2 separate regions of the Mus musculus genome follow, and region 1 is linked to region 2. A link is a contact called in public Hi-C data. All regions are on one chromosome and are shown on one strand. Each heading gives the region's core, a stretch centred on a gene start, on an enhancer-like site or on the middle of the called end of the contact. The rest is flanking DNA. Distances are from core to core; before and after follow the strand shown.

Evidence for each region. A called contact is a pair of places that touch in the nucleus more often than the background predicts.
Region 1: a contact with region 2 is called in a Hi-C map of cortical neurons, with 1.5 times the contacts expected there. The contact joins the enhancer-like site here to the promoter of Tbc1d9 in region 2. A contact is called at or near these places in 1 of 15 datasets of contacts at CTCF or cohesin (the NIH/3T3 cell line), 10 of 484 Hi-C or Micro-C datasets (brain, cerebellar granule neurons, cerebellum and 4 more), 4 of 115 datasets of contacts at active chromatin or transcription factors (a beta-TC-6 cell line, bone marrow-derived macrophages, embryonic stem cells and 1 more) and 3 of 9 other capture datasets (adipose tissue, liver and pancreatic islet).

Annotation. Positions count from the first base shown.
Region 1 is chr8:83,202,900-83,207,838 of GRCm38.p6, reverse strand. All of the region lies in intron 1 of Tbc1d9 (TBC1 domain family, member 9), which reads right to left. Among named protein-coding and RNA genes, the nearest start is that of Gm42027, 18 kb to the left of the region's middle. Within about 2 kb of position 1,713, at least 18 of the 459 cell types and tissues checked have an H3K27ac peak or open chromatin away from gene starts, as enhancers often do. A contact at or near this core is called in brain, cortical neurons and pancreatic islet, where this site is marked.
Region 2 is chr8:83,162,227-83,166,649 of GRCm38.p6, reverse strand. It overlaps Tbc1d9 (TBC1 domain family, member 9), which reads right to left and starts at 1,298. Exons shown (of 21, transcript NM_001111304.1): 1 at 446-1,298. The coding sequence starts at 575.

The sequences.
Region 1 (4,939 bases), core at 464-2,963, 41 kb before region 2:
ATCACTAACTAAAACCCCAATATCAGAAGGTTAATTACAGTGCCAGGTGTCAATTAGAGATACAGAAAACAACTGTTTAACCCAGAACCCCAGCGAGGGCTGACTAGAATTGCCCTCTCATCTTCTCTGAGTCTGCCTTCACCCCAGCACAACCATCTTCCACTAAGAACTAGATAAAAGCGGATACATACTTAATATTTAAAAGTACACAACTATTTATCACAGGGTCCATGCTGAAATATTTTATATAAGCAGTATAATATTGGGATATCCCATTAAATTAGAAATTTAAGACAGCTTTCTTTCTTTCTTTCTTTCTTTCTTTTTTTTTTTTTTTGCATGAAATTCAAAGCAGTAGATATTCAAACAGAGAACACTGCAAGCTGAGCCATGCTGTTGGCCACTCCGGTTAATAAATATTCACTTTCTGTGTTCACCAAAACCTCAGGCCTTCTCATACTTTTGTCAGTGACCAGATTGTTTTTCAGTATTTATCTGATTTTTATTACGTATATGCGTCTGTGTGTGCATGAGAGTGCAGGTGTCTACAGGGCAGAAGAAAGTGTCAGATCTCTTGGAGCTGGAGCTACAGGTGACTATGAGGCATCTGACATGGATGCTGGGAACTGAACTCAGGTCCTCTGCAAAAGTGGTGTGTGATCTTAACCACTGAGCCATCTCTCCAGATCCACTTTACCACGATTTCATCCCATTTGTATTCTGCCTGTTCTCAACTCTCATGCTACCTCTTTCTAACTCTTTCTCTCTGTCTCTGACTCTCTCTCCCTCTCCCTCTCTCCATCACATCTGTCCCCACAGTGCTAACTGCATTTATTTGAAAAATCTCTATACACCTTGCCTGGCACATTTCTGATCCTTCTCACAGGAAGTTTCTTGATTGTTGAATCTAATAGATTCTGCAGGGCTCACAGATTTGGCACTTTGATTGGAAGCCAGAAAGTCCTAAGCATGTGTTTGATAGAGAAATAAGCTAGGTATTTTTAAGTCTACATAAGTTATTCTAATGCTGTCTAAGCTGCAATGATACAAGTCAAGACTCCTGTATCCACCCTCTGTTCATTTAGAGCATTAGAAGATGAGTAATCTAGTCTGCGGAAAAAAGCAAAAGAGACAGGGAAGTGGGGGGAAAGGAAGAGAGGGATGGAGGAAAAGGAGGAGGGGAAGAAGGAGGAGGAGGAGGAGGAGGAGGAGGAGGAGGAGGAGGAGAAGAAGAAGAAGAAGAAGAAGAAGAAGAAGAAGAAGAAGAAGAAGAAGAAGAAGAAGAAGAAGAAGAAGAAGAAGAAGAAGGGGCTGGTGAGATGGCTCAGTGGGTTAGAGCACCCGACTGCTCTTCCGAAGGTCCAGAGTTCAAATCCCAGCAACCACATGGTGGCTCACAACCATCTGTAACGAGATCTGACTCCCTCTTCTGGTGTGTCTGAAGACAGCTACAGTGTACTTACATATAATAAATAAATAAATCTTTAAAAAAAAAAAAAAAAGAAGAAGAAAGAGAAGAAGAAGAAAAAAGAGAAGAAAAAGAAGAAAAAAGAGAAGAAGAAAACGAAGAAGAAGAAGAAAACCAGCAGCAGCAACAAGCAACAATCAGGATTTTCTTAGAAGTCTTTTTACTCCGAGTTCTGCAGTAGCTGTCATAACACTGCACCATCATTATCTCCCACACAAAGCGCTGTTTGAACAGCTGCTCTAGTCAGCTATTTCTGGTGTTAAACAATCTTTGATCGCCTGAGATAACGAAACCAAATTATGGCCCTCAAAATAACCATTGTCTGCATCTTCTGCTTCAGCTCAGGAGTATCTTACCAAGCAGCAGGAAACTCAGAAAAACGATGGGGAAGCGATGTGCCTAACCTTGGTGGAGGTGACTGGAGGGTCTGGGATCATGGTCACCCTCCACATCTGGAGCACTAGCAGAACTAGTGCAAGGTGGCTGGTCTACGGTGCTTCGAAAGATGCCCCTGTGGGGGAGGGGCAGGAATGTGTCAGGAGGGCGTGCATGTCATAGGAAGGTGCTAGTGATATCCATTCATCTACTTACGGATGATCACAGGCAACTTCACACAAAGCTGGGAGGGATCTGAAGCTCGCACAGTTGCCCTGCCTCTTCCTGAAGGTGCGACAAAGTATTGTTTAATAGGATATTAAATGCCATAGAAAAGTATTAAGAACTTGGAAATTACACGGGCCATTCCGGGTGTGGGTTCACGTCTTCAAGGGAAGACAATGTAGTGCACACAGCAAAGTGCTTCTGTGTTCCTACAATACTAAGGTTACAAACCTAAGGGTTTCTCCAGACCCTTATATCACTTCCATTGGCCCATGTGTGTGTGCATGTGTTAACACTGATGTGTTTTGTAATGTATATGTGTGATATATTTTTAAAAAGTAGATACCCTGGGGGCTAGGAATGCAGCTCAGTTAAAGTGTGCCTGCCACACAGGGGCCCTGGATTCACTCCTCCATAACTATATAAGCCACAATGACAGCAATAATCCCAGGATAACAGCACACATATGTAATCCAATGACAGTACACATCTGTAACCCCAGGCCTTGGGAGGTAGGGGCAAGAGGATAAGTTCAAGGTCATCCTAAGTTAAGTCGTGATCTCTAGGTCAAATCACCACCAACAACAACAAGGAAGGTACTGCTCAATTTTTAAATCTTCTAATAAATTTGATTAGTTTACTTTAATCATGCACTATTTCCCTACGTAAGTATGCCCTGACATTCATTTTCCTAGGGAAGGCCATTTGAACTTATCACACGCACCTCTTTTTACAATAATAGTCATGCAATTATACTCTAGATAATAAATCTTAAGGCACCTGAGCACATTTCTTTGGAACGGGTTTGCTGGGTACCACAGTAAGTGTATCTCTAAATCTTAGCTATTGCAGACTATTCCTAAAGGTGGCCACGCTGATTTTTGTCTATCAAAGAACCTGATAGTATCTGTTTTCCCATGACACCCCCCAACAAGACTTATTTGTTTTTAGTCAATCTAAACAGTTTTTTAAAAAATGGTATCTACATGCTGTGTGTTTCAATTTGCATGTCTCTGGTGATTCAGAAGCCAATGACGTTGGCCTGTTCGTTCCGTGTGTTCTGCTGTTCCTCCTGTACCGACATTGGTTGAAGGGGATCAGGATGGATCTTCAGAGACCTCGACTGGCACACACAGTCCATTTCTATGCACGTCAGCAAGGCTTCAGTTCTCATTGTAAAGATAGAGAAGCAGTATGCCCAGGCTTCCATTGTGGATTGATGTATATGCAGCCCCAAAGATCACATCTATGCCTGTCTTCTTATCTGGGGCAATGGAAGGTTTCTGGAGGGTCTCCAGGCTGCACCTTATTCTAGTTCCTCCTCCCTGGATGTAAACGATCGCTCCCAGGACATCTTAGCACGTATGCAAGCACCATGATACAGCACAGAAGTAATTAAGGAAAACCGTGGAGAGCCCACCCCTGATAACTCCCCAGGATGCCAGTTTTACATCCCTTTCAGGGAGGACATGTGCCTGCTGATTTGTTTTTAATGTCTTCAAGGCATTGCCCGGTGTGTCAAGTGGTCTGAAATTTCTGTGCTTTTATTTTCTCCTTCCTAGTTTATTTCTATACTTCCCACTATCTATAAGGTTTACCCAGCTTATGGGTATTAGCATTTAGTCTAGGCTCCACCCCACAGCCACCTGACAACAGCCTCTCTCTCTCTCTCTCTCTCTCTCTCTCTCTCTCTCTCTCTCTGTCTTTACTACAGTCTCAACTCCTCTCCCCATGCCCTGAATAAACTCTATTCTATACCTTAGAGGGGGAAGGGATGCCTCAGCATGGAGCGGCAGAGTCACTCCCTCCCTGACACCTTACCTCGCTTCCACCAAATATTATCTCTTCTATCTTTTTATAAAACACAACAACAAGTACTACTTCTTTTCAGTAGTCTTCCTAGGTCAACAGCCAATAGGACCTACTCCCGAGGGTCCTGGGAGCTAACCACTCCCTTTTCTGTCCTCTGGAAATCACCTTTCACTTTATACTACTACAGGAATTAGCACCTCGTTTGCCAATTGAAAATCCCTAAGTGTCATGTTCCTCCTGTGAGTTCTTTGAGGGAACGCACTCAGTGTGAAAGTCCCAAATGGTATTCAGAACATGGAGCCGGCTGTTAGTGCAGTGTCCAAAACAATAGAACCTTCAAGCTTCCGATGGACCATTAGCACAAGCCAAGGGTCGCTTCCAGACTTACTCATCTTCATAGCAGTTCTCAGCAGAACAAACTTTAACGAGTCTGCCTTAGATAATTAAAAATGAAAGATCACACAGTCAAAGGAGACTGGACATAGGAAGGCCAGAAACTCCATTTCAAAGGGGTGGTACTCAAATGTATGTGAAGAAACCATTTTCTCTAATTTCAGCATCGGTTTGAGATTCATCTATGACTAACTGGGTCAAAAGCAGAGAATTTTAAGGGAAAAGACAATTGAAAAGCACAGTTGAGTTACAACAAAAAGGAGTACTCTTATGATCTTGTGTTGGGCCAGTTTCACCGCTGTGCTTAGCTGCTGTGTTCAGGAGGAGAGGCTGTGCTGAGCAGTTGGCAGCAAAAGCAAAACTGCCAAAAGCCTTCGGACCGCAGTGACAGGTTTGTCCTCTGTACACAAGTGGTTTGCAGAGCTTCCTGGCGATGGCTGACAGCATGGCAAGGGTGCAGGGATCAACTGCCAGGAGCGCCGGGCTTGCCAGATGAGCACCGACAGCCCCTGACTATGCATGCACCTGGGTTCACGATGGTTCTGGAGGTCAAGGTGGCCAACAACATGGTGCACGCTGGAGAAGGGACAGAGGCAATGACCGTCCTCTGTGTGAAGACGTGAGGGGTTCAGAGAGAGATTTGTCACAGGGATGACTGAGGCAAGA
Region 2 (4,423 bases), core at 49-2,548:
CTCATAGGTCATGTAGGAAGTGACCACATCAGCCTCTTGACAGATTGCTTCCCTGGTAACAAAAGGGTATTTTATACCTAATTGCCCATAAAGACAGCTGAGTCCAAGCTAAGCATCTTCCATCTCTCTTCTCAATACATTCAGCAGTATGTTAAAGGGGGGTAGGGAGAGTATGCAACCCGGCGTTCGATTCTTAATAATTCACTCATTGCTAATTTCATCTTAACCCACTATGGGTCACCCAGAACTCAAAGACCCCATCGCCCGACAGGGTCAGGAAAGAGGCGTTTCTCTCCTAGTCTGGGGGAAAATAAAATCACAACTCGAGACACCTTCCAGGCCCCCAGACAGGGCCGGCAAAAGGCCCAGCCCCGGAGACCGGGCGGCGTCCCGGGTGTCCGCAGCCAGAGCCCCGGGCGGAGCCTCCCGCAGTGCCCGTTCTTACCCGCCAATCCGCCGCCGCCACCCCCGTCGCCCCCGTGGCCCTTCCTTCGTTGCAGAATGAAGTAGGGGTTGGCTCTCTCGGTGATCCACAGCGCGTTGGCCAGCAGTACCTCCTCCGGATTCACCCACATGGTCCTGGTGGCCGCGGGCAGTCGCACAAAGAGGCCCGCACACTGGCGCGCTCTCCCGGGCACACGCGCGCCCTCCCGCCCGTGGGTGCGGGGCCGCGACGGCCTTCAGCAGGCTGCGGCCCGCGGCTCCCGGCCCGCGACAAAGACCCAGCGGGCAGCCGGGAACGACGACGGGGATCGGGACCCAGCAAGTAGCATCCTCCCTACGGCTCCTCGCTCGCCAAGTGCACAGCCTCGCAGCCCGGCCCTGCCCACCGCAGGGCGAGCAAGCGTCGGGGCTCGGTCTCAGGGCGCGGCGGTGTTCAAGGGCGAGCTTGTGCGGGAATCCGAGCCCCCAGGGCGCCGTGATCACCAGCTGCCGAGCCCGAGATCACCGCTCGTGGACACTGCGCGTCGGGGCAACGAGCTGGAAGGACGCTCCCGGCGCTGGGAATGAATGACGACAGCGCGGCTCAGTCGCCGCGAGCCCGGGTGACCGCGGGTGGCTTCTCGCGAGCCCGGTAGGGACTGTGTGCGGAGCGCAGGGCCCCACGCCCATCCCAGCAGGGAGGAAGCTGCCCCGCTCCCAGAGCCTGCGTGTGGCGTGTGTATTCAAGGCTGACGCTCGGCGGGACAGCGCCACCCCTGCCCCGGAAACGTGTGTTCCCAGGTTCCAGACCTGGCTCTAGAGCCAGGAGTCCAAGGTGGACGCAGCCAATGGTTGGTAATGTTTTTGTTTCCTGCATCCCTGGATCAAGTCACGCGCTAAACTTGTCACCACCGGTGGCCACTCCCCTTCCATTCCTTTGTAATTAAAGTGGCCCAGCTAAATGCATTACATCACTTCTTTCCTTGACCTACAGGGCGTAAGCTATAGAGAAGTTGGAAACAGACCAAAAGCTTAAACCAACTAATTCTCCCCACAGCTGTTCCTATATTGGGCATTAGGAGCTTTGAGGGACACTAGCATTGTTTGTTTGTTTGTTTGTTTATGAAAATTAAACCAGAGGCACTCAGACCAGGCAACTTTATGCTTTTAACAATTTGTCTTTCCCTGCATTCCTGGAATCCCTTTCTGGTCTCAGCTCATTTACTGCGTATCGTACGCGACTAAATGCATTCACCCGAGAGATCGGAGAAATGTTTTCAGCCAAAGAGGTTTTCCTTTTCAGATGACCAGAGTTGTTGACTAGACTCTGCAATGGCCCAAAAGTTAGCCAATCGTGAGAATCTCCTCTTTTCAAATAACCAAACCATTCAAACACATTTTTTATGTGTGTACCTATGATTTAAATGTGTCCTTCCAACCCCAAATTCAGTCACTGTGACAGCATTAATCTGTGGGGCCATTAGAGGCAATTAGGCCGAGTGGGGTCCCTCATCAGGAATGGAGAAAGACACAGAAAGCAGCACACAGGAGTTGGGTTAGTTTATCCATCAGCTCAACTCTGTGAGGAAGCAGACAGAACCAGCAGCAGATGTGGCCCACATGGTTGTAGACTTACTGACCTTGACAACCATGCGAAATAAAAGTCTTTCCTTTAAGAGTTACTCATCTTGCCAGGTGTGGTGGCGCACGCCTTTAATCCCAGCACTCGGGAGGCAGAGGCAGGTGGATTTCTGAGTTCGGGGCCAGCCTGGTCTACAAAGTGAGTTCCAGGACAGCCAGGGCTACACAGAAAAACCCTGTCTCGAACAACAACAACAACAAAAAGAGTTACCATCTCAAGTATTTCATGACAACAGTACAGATGGACTAAGAGCGGTTTGGGTGTGTTTCTGACTGTGTTAAGGACTCTTCCAAGTAGCTGAATGAGCAAACTGGCAGCCATTCCATCAAGGCTTTGTGCCCAGCCCTGAGGGTGCTAAAGAAGTACAAGGCTCTCTTCCTGTCACCACAAGGGTCTTCTCCCTGATTTGTTTAATCATTTAGATACCTGTCCATTGACAGGGTCCCACTGTGTAGCCCAGAATGGCTTTGCACTCAAGAGCCTCTGGGCTCATGAAGCATAAGCATGAAGCTCTCTGGTTGGTCTGCACTAGCAACGGTCTGGCTTTTCACCTGTTTTTCATCTTCAGTCTCTTTAGGAGACAGACACTAGACCTTCAGGCCTTTAAAGATGCTCAACACAGTTAACAGACGCAGGTATGTTGCTTTGTGGCAGTATAATTTCTAAAACTACAATAAACCCGCCATGCTGAGAACGGAGACAGTGGGGCAGCCTGAACTCAAGTCTCTCCACCTTGAGAAAAGCATGCATTAGACTGTCTCACAGTTAAATCTAGCTTCTGTTTTTTTGTGGGTTTTTTCTGTCCTTTATGTCTTGGGTTTCTGTAATGTAGGCACTTCTATGGGCACAACGGAGAGAAAGTTTGTGCTTTCTGTCTTGTTTGGCAAACACAATAAAGATTGTTTTCCATTACCAATTTCTACTTCCTACATAGAAACTGAGGTATTGGGTTGTGGACCTAAATATTTGGTAATAGTTTGGCACTTTCAGTATTAAAATCAACAAGCAAAAAACAACAGGTACTTTCTGTAACTAGTATTTTTTTTTTCTTTTTTGAAACAGGATTTCTTTGTGTAGCCCTGGATGTCCTGGAACTCAAATGTAGACCAGGTTGGCCTCAAACTCAGAGATCTGCCTGCTTCTGTCTCTCAAATGATGGGATTAAAGGTCTTCTCCATAACTGCCCACCTTGTAAAGTAGCATTTTCAAAGAATCTACAAGGTCCCATAATCACACCATTTGTAGGATCCTTATCTTGATCACACACCTGGCTTGCTGGGCATGGTGGCGCACACCTTTAATCCCAGCAGAGGCGTTTGCACCTCTGAGAGTGAGTTCAAGGCCAGCCTATTCCACAGTGAGTTCCATGACAGACCAGGGCTACACAGAGAAACCCTTTTTCCAAAAACCAAATCAAACCAACAAATACATGACTTGACACCAAAACCTCTACACAACCTAAAGTGTAAATTTAGCTTAGCTTTTCATTAGTGTTTTGGCGCCAAAATATGATTTTCTTGTGCAATGCATGCATTGAATCACCTACTCATTAATTCAATAGAATGTCTATTATACCCATGGCATGGGGACAGAAATTGAACAAAACATAGGGAAAACTCTGCCTTTGCAAAGATTAAAACATAAAATTAGTAATAAGACAAATCTTTCAAAAAAATGCTTGGAGAACAAACTTGGACTTTGAACAGAATAAACACACACACACACACAACCTTTAGTTATTTTCATGGAGGACATATGGCAAATTAGACTACCAGATAACCTAAGGGCATTGACCAAAATGGATGAATTACAGGGAGTTTGTGGTGACCTGCTGGTGCCAAGCTTCTAACAGGTTTCAGGATCAGAGTCTGGGCCTGATAGCCCTAACAAGCTAGGCTTAACTGCCCATTATCACAGGCTAGTTAAACAGGTAAGAGGCACTGAAAAGGAGAGAAAAGAGATTACTCAATATGGCCTCATTGGGAACTGGAACAAAGATGTTGGGTGGCTCTCATCCCCCCACCCCTCTATCCCTACCCAGTCTCACCCCCATCACCCCATCTCTCCATCCCCCTACCCCTACCCCCGTCCATCTTCAGGGTCCTGGAATGCTCTAAGGCATAGGTTTACATGAACTAAGCAGCCCTGGTCAGGGTATGGTCCTGTCAATCGTCACTGTCTTAGCTCCTGTCTATCCTGCAGGGTGATCTGACAAGGTATTCTACTGAATGGAATCTATTCCTTGGGTACAATTTCATTTTCTTACTGGCACCAGGCTTCAAACTATTCCATCCAACATAAGATTTTGGAGGAAAATCTAATTTGGGGGGAACCATTATTTCAATGGTATGACATTTA